Linked DNA regions of Ovis aries: region 1 is linked to region 2. The links are chromatin contacts, called in public Hi-C maps. All regions are on one chromosome and are shown on one strand. Each heading gives the region's core, a stretch centred on a gene start, on an enhancer-like site or on the middle of the called end of the contact. The rest is flanking DNA. Distances are from core to core; before and after follow the strand shown.

Region 1 (3,338 bases), core at 170-2,669, 49 kb before region 2:
GTGTTCTAAAGATTTTTTTTTTAAAGATATTTTTGAATGAAGAAGACATTTCTGGATTCTAGACCTAGCCTGTATTTATGGGCACAAGAATATAAATAGGGATCCCAGCCTATTCCTGACTTTTCTTCTCATGCATGTGTGTGGAATACCCTTCTTACCATCCCAGCCTCTCCATCATTCCTGCCGTCAGTCCTGGGTTACGAATGGGAGAGAGGCCTGCAGAGGCCCTGGCGGCAGGCACTGGGATGTCCAGGTATCCACTAAACTCTTGGGATCCAGATAGTTCAAGGGTGGTCAAGGGGTGGATGCGGAAGCCTGCAGGCTCTGGGTGAGCACCCTTATCCCACAGAGAGGGATGCTCCTGAAGGAGAGCTAGAGGGGCTCCTCTAAAGCACGGGGCCCAGGAAGGGGACCCTGGTTGTCCAGGTCTAAAGGCAGCACTACTGCATTCCACTCCAGCCCAAATAAATGAAGTTTTTAAGCCTCTTCAAAGGCACCAAATACCAAAAGGGGTGTCAAGGTTTCTGGTGCCTTACACACAGCAGGTGTGCACCGAGCTGGGGAGGACCTGGGCTTTTCCCACACGGTGCTGTTCATTGGTGCCACCCTCTGACAATTTAGCAGAAGGGGGCTTGAACTGCTCCTTTGAATTATGAATTGTCTGGAGAGAGCAGCAAACCTGGGGCTCTGGAGCTGAACACATTTTGAGAGGCTCGTCAGTTGGTTCCTAAGAACCATCTTGATTTGTGGAATTTGAAGTCTTTAATCAATCTACCAAATATCAGGTAGGGCCAGCTTTCCTGAGAGAAGCCCTCAGGCACTAAACGGCCCCACAGGCGGGGTGGAATGTGAAGAGGGTGCGGGAGCGGCTGCAGTGCAACACGAATGATTTAGGTCACTGTTGTGCCTGGTCCCTGGGGTGCAGGCTGCCCTACTCGACACTACTCTGCACCAGAGAGTTCCCACTCAGTACAACGGTTTTCAACAAGCCAGAATCTCTGTCCTGATTTCTGGAGCTTAGGTCGTTTCTTTTTAACATTCCATCTGCCTTGTTCTATGACGTTAGTCTTACCAGAAGTAGAACAAGCCCGTACTAGGAAGATATGTAAATGGTACTTTGAATTTCCCAGTGTCTAACCCTGCAGGCTCTGGAAAACCGCCCCCTCCTTTAAAAGCTATAGGGTGGTAATGTCTCTGGAGAAAGACTGTGAGTAAAGAGCTTCTTGGGAATTCTGTGAGGTTAAATCATGTCTGTTCCCATATGGATTGACACAGAGGGCTTTCCTAATCTAAGCAAACACAAAGGTCATGACCTGTTCCGGGTAGCTGGCTCCAGGTTGCAACTGAGTCAGCTGCTGGTTCAACGTTTCAAGGCCTAAGGAAGCTACTTTCCGGGCACAATGTTGGTTGCTCTGGCAGGTTCCCAGGTACAAGCTACCAGAGCGCTGATGCAGGGTGTCTATGGGTGGCACCTCTAAAGGGCTCCCTTGTCTTCCTGTTAAAAACTGGTGTGGAGAAGTCTTCCCTAGATATCTTTGATGTGACAGTTTAAACAGAACTATTTATGAGGTAGAATAGAGTTGTGGATTTGTACTGTGACTTTTTTTCAGATGGCTGAGGGTAGAAACCCTTTAAGAAGGTCAGTAGAAGACCGGTGCCCCTGCCCTGCCAGCTGCTGTGCTATTAGACCACAGGAGGGCCACGTGAACGTCACCTCAAGTACAGACAGACACTTCCGGATCTGCAGACTTAGCTCCCTTCTCTAAGTGATGAAAAATTCCTAATCTGTCAAGTGGATGTGCCTAAGTAACTGCTGAGGGACAGTAAATAGGATAAGTAGGTCAGAGCGGAAGAGAAGGCAAAAATGAAGCTAACTAAAATGATGGGAAGAGACAGAAATCATGTGCTTTCGTGTGGAAATGAAATTCAAACAAGAATGCTGGAGCTCTATTACACTGACCCATGCTATACACTAGACGGATACAAAGACAAACCCATCTCTACTTCTAATAAACACCTAGTCAGTCTATAAAACACATCAGCACGATGAATCCAAATATAACACATGCCCTACTGCATCTGACTCACTTGAATTCTGAATATCTAGACCTGAGACTCTCCCATCCTGCTCGAGGTGTAAGGCAACTCAGCTCAGTTATCTAGAGTCACGGCAACATCAAACACTAAAGCTGAGAGGGTATTAAAGCTCTTCCAGTTTAATTCCATCATTCTGAGATGAGGAGTTTATGTGTTTTGTCTGATACACACACCCAACTGGTGGCAGGACTGAAAGCAGAACCTGGGTGTATTTCTGGCAAAATATCTATTAAACGCTTTTGCTAACTTACTGTGGGTGCATGCTAAGTGGCTTTAGTCATGTCTGACTCTGTGATGCTATGGACTGTAGCCCCCTAGGCTCCTCTGTCTATGGGATTCTCCAGGCAAGAATACTGGAGTGTACTGCCATGCCCTCCTCCAGGGGATCTTCCCAACCCAGGGATCAAACCTGTGTCTCTCAAGACTCCTGCATTGCCAGGTGGCTTCTTTGCCACCAGTGCCATTACTTCTTAAATCAAAAGGCATTTTTATTATTCCCCTATATAAGGAGGAAGAGATTTATCTTGAATTCCTTTAAAAGATTTAGTTAAAATGGAATATTACATGCTGAATAAAAATACACCCAAATATGCAGCCTGGTCTTGGGTCTCCTAGGCCAAAAGGACCATAGATTTAGGTCACTCACCACTAGAGGGCGCTCAGATTTCCCTGGTTAACTTGCAGAGGCTTCCAAACACAGCCTGCAAATGAACTTTATCAACATGCCAATTTCTATCAAGAGTAAAAGGTAAATGGCCATTTCCCCAAAATATACTGGCATACTGGTGCTGGACATAGGTTTCTAATGTGTGTGTGTGTATACACACACACAAATATAGGTATGTATATATGTGTGTGTGTATATGTATATATCGAAGAAGGCGATATACTCCAGTACTCTTGTCTGGAAAATCCCATGGATGGAGGAGCCTGGTGGGCTGCAGTCCATGGGGTCGCAAAGAGTCGGACATGACTGAGTGACTTCACTTTCACTTTTCACTTTCATGCATTGGAGAAGGAAATGGCAACCCACTCCAGTGTTCTTGCCTGGAGAATCCCAGGGACGGGGGAGCCTGGTGGGTTGCCATCTATGGGGTCACACAGAGTCGGACACGACTGAAGCGACTTAGCAGCAGCAGCATATGTATATATGGGATTCCCTGGTGGCTCAGAAGATAAAGAATCTACCTGCAATGGGGGAGACCTGAGTTCAATACCTGGGTGAGGAAGATCCCCTGGAA
Region 2 (3,522 bases), core at 808-3,307:
TGTGTCTGACCCTGTGCGACCCCACAGACAGCAGCCCACCAGGCTCCCCTGTCCCTGGGATTCTCCAGGCAAGAACACTGGAGTGGGTTGCCATTTCCTTCTTCAATGCATGAAAGTGAAAAGTGAAAGTGAAGTTGCTCAGTTGTGTCCGACTCTTAGCAACCCCATGGGCTGCAGCCCACCAGGCTCCTCCGTCCATGGGATTTTCCAGGCAAGAGTACTGGAGTGGGGTGCCATTGCCTTCTCCAAGTTAATACATGGTTCTGAATTAAATCTGGTGCGTACCATGAGCCCGTCCACCCTTAGTTCTGTATTAGTAACCACTTTCATTAGTAATAGATGTATCCTTCCAGTGTATTTTTTCTTCTTCTTATTATTTTTTTAATTTTAAAATCTTTAATTCTTACATGCATTCCCAAACATGAACCCCCCTCCCACCTCCCTCCCCAAAACATCTCTCTGGGTCATCCCCATGCACCAGCCCCAAGCATGCTGCATCCTGCGTCAGACATAGACTGGCGATTCATTTCACATGATAGTTATTTTTTCTTTAAAAAAAAAAAAAAACACTTCTATTTATTTACTTGCTTTTGGCTGTGCTGGGTCTTTGTTGCTGTGAGGGCTTTCTCTGGTTGTGGTGAGTGGGGGCTACCCTTCAATGCGGCACGCACACGTCTCACTGCAGTGGCTTCTCTTGTCGCAGAGCACGGCTTCTAGGCGTGTGGGCTTCAGCAGCTGCTGCTCCTGGTCTCAGTAGTTGCAGCTTGTGGATGGACTCAGTCGTTGTGTTGGAAAGGTTTAGTTGCTCCACAGCATGTGGAGTCTTCCTAGATCAGGAATCGAACTCATGTCTCCTGCATTGGCAGGTGAATTCTTAACCACTAGCCCGCCGGGGAAGTCCTGCTTCCAGTTTCTGTGTCAGATAGATGTAAACAAATAGGTATACTGATTTTCTTCTCTTTCTGATACGACAGTTCATAAACTATATACCTCTTTTTCCCTTTGCATTTTCATTTAACGTTTCCTGGAATTTGAATTCTGTTAGTGGAGAACATTCGCAATTTTTTGGTTTGTTTGTTTTAATAGCAGTTGCATAGTAGTCTGTTTCTTATACATGCCATAGTTGATTTAACTACCCCACTATTGTTGAATGGTTGTGTTGAAGTTTCAGGAAACATTTGTATCTGGTTGTTGTTGTGTGTTTTTTTTTTTTTTTTTAGTATTCATTTATTTATTTGTCTATGCTGGGTCTTAGCTGCGTCGTGTGGAATCTAAGGATTGAGCCCCATCCCCCAGGCCACCAGGGAAGTCCCTGCACTGTGTTCTTAAATGTGTGAGCAACCAGCCTTCTGCCTCAAAATAAACTCTATTATATTGCTTTTTTGTTTTGTAATATTTGAACTAAATTTTATATGATGCTTTGTTGTTTCATGGCTTGCATTTAGTCTGAATTTTAAGTTAGGAATCACAAATGTTTTAGCTTTGAAAGCCATTAATTAAGCAGTTCTATTTAAGCTGTAAGTCTGTTACTGAAGTCCTGAGGAAGTAAGGAGTGAGAAAGACAGAAAAATGAAATAGGGAAAAAGGGGGTGGGTGGATGAGAAGAGGAATAAACACAGTGATAGAGAAACAATGGATGGGTGTGATAATATGCCACCAACAGTTGTCTCAGACAATAAAACTATTTCAGAGTGGCCTAAATTAACCTTTGTTGGTTTTTTCCCCAGAGTTTTAAAAAGTAGACCAGACTTTCATAAGCTTATATTAAAAAAGAGAGGGTGGGGTGTAGTTGATTCTAAAATGTATTTAATTACACATCTTTATACTTTGCATATATCAGCGTATACCCTGGTCATTTTGCTCTTAATATTTACTGTAACTTGTAATTCTAAAAATACTCCCCTCCCTCTTTAAGATTGATTGTAAACTTTTTGAAAGGAGGGCTCTATGTTTTTTTAGAAAACTCATGTATACCTAATGTGACAGTAAAGGGTCTGGCACATAATGGTGATAGTCGTTGTGGTTTCGTTGCTAAGTTGTGTCTAACTGTTGCAACACCATGGACTATACCCCATCAGGCTGCTCTGTTCATGGGATTTCCCAGGCAAGAATACTGGATCCAAGGGGGTTGCCATTTCCTTCTCCAGGGGATCTTCCAGACCCAGGGACTGAACCTGTGTCTTCTGCATTGCAGAGGGATTCTTTACCACTGAGTCACCAGGAAAGTCTCATAATAGGTGTTTGCTAAATCTTTGTTAAATGAGTGAAGTTGCTGAGGACATTCCACTTAAGTTCTTAGATATGAGAAACTGAATTGTAATTTTTGTAGTACATAATAGGGGAAAAAGCCCACCAGATAGAGATAACACCAGTAGTAAATGACTACTCTTCTCTTATCTCCTCATTTGATATTGGAATGAAACCAAACTGTTTTTTATTATAAGATATTTTTTAAAAAGTTCTGTCTCCCCCTTGTGGGAAATAGAGTGTAAGAGATCACAGTTTCAGTTAAAATGAATCTGTGCTTGGGATTAATGCATGGGAGTGGGGATTACTATTTTCTGTCAAAAATAGTGAATGATTTTTATGAAGAATGTTTAATGACTAGACAGTGCTTATGATAAGCTGAAAAGCAGAGATCCATGTTACGTGTGAAATCAGCTATGTTAAAAAATATATTGAACAACGCACTACAAATGTTTTAAAATAAACTTTGTGATCTTTGGGTCGTAGGATTACTGGCAACTTTTCTGTTTTCCTTATTTAAAAAAAGGCCCAGCAAACATTGTAAGATAGGTATTTTCTTTTATTGAAACAAATATTTCAGAAATGAATTGTTTCTTTATGCATATGTATAAAGAGAGGAAGAGAGGGAGACACAGACACTGTTGAAGGATACTTTATCATCAAACAGCAAGTTGAACTTTGTACTTATAATGAGTTATCTTTTCCCCATTTTCTTTTTTGATTGATTTCTTTAAAAGCTTAACAAATACCATTGTTTATTCATGAAGATCTTATTTTATGATGTTTTGAATTTTTGTTGTGTGGTTGGACTCAGTTGCTTTTATTTATTTTGTAAATTTTTTACATTAGTTTTTAATTCTTGCTGCTACTGCTAAGTCACTTCAGTTGTGTCCAACTCTGTGTGACCCTATAGACAGCAGCCCACCAGGCTCCCCTGTCCCTCGGATTCTCCAGGCAAGAACACTGGAATGGGTTGACACTTCCTTCTCCAATGCATGAAAGTGAAAAGTGAAAGGGAAGTTGCTCAGTCGTATCCGACTCTTAGTTATTGTTAAAGTAATATATGAAAGTAAGGCTACAGAAATGTCAAATATAGTGATTCTTTTGATAATCTTAGTTTTCTAGGAACAACACTGCTTTGGGGTGTATATCTTTTCAGAACTTTTTCTCTTCGGTAGTCCCCTTTTATCAGCAAAAGGTATATTCCAAGACCCCCAGTGGATGCCAGAGTCCATGGATAAAGGACCTAACCCTGTATATGCTATGAGAGTTTAT

Evidence for each region. A called contact is a pair of places that touch in the nucleus more often than the background predicts.
Region 1: a contact with region 2 is called in a Hi-C map of liver, with 4 times the contacts expected there. The contact joins two enhancer-like sites. A contact is called at or near these places in 7 of 16 Hi-C or Micro-C datasets (blood, hypothalamus, liver and 3 more).

The regions. Positions count from the first base shown.
Region 1 is chr18:39,466,227-39,469,564 of ARS-UI_Ramb_v3.0, reverse strand. All of the region lies in intron 5 of AP4S1 (adaptor related protein complex 4 subunit sigma 1), which reads right to left. Among named protein-coding and RNA genes, the nearest start is that of STRN3, 35 kb to the right of the region's middle. Within about 2 kb of position 1,419, at least 8 of the 54 cell types and tissues checked have an H3K27ac peak or open chromatin away from gene starts, as enhancers often do. A contact at or near this core is called in liver, where this site is marked.
Region 2 is chr18:39,417,441-39,420,962 of ARS-UI_Ramb_v3.0, reverse strand. All of the region lies in intron 1 of STRN3 (striatin 3), which reads left to right. Among named protein-coding and RNA genes, the nearest start is that of AP4S1, 12 kb to the left of the region's middle. Within about 2 kb of position 2,057, at least 4 of the 54 cell types and tissues checked have an H3K27ac peak or open chromatin away from gene starts, as enhancers often do. A contact at or near this core is called in liver, where this site is marked.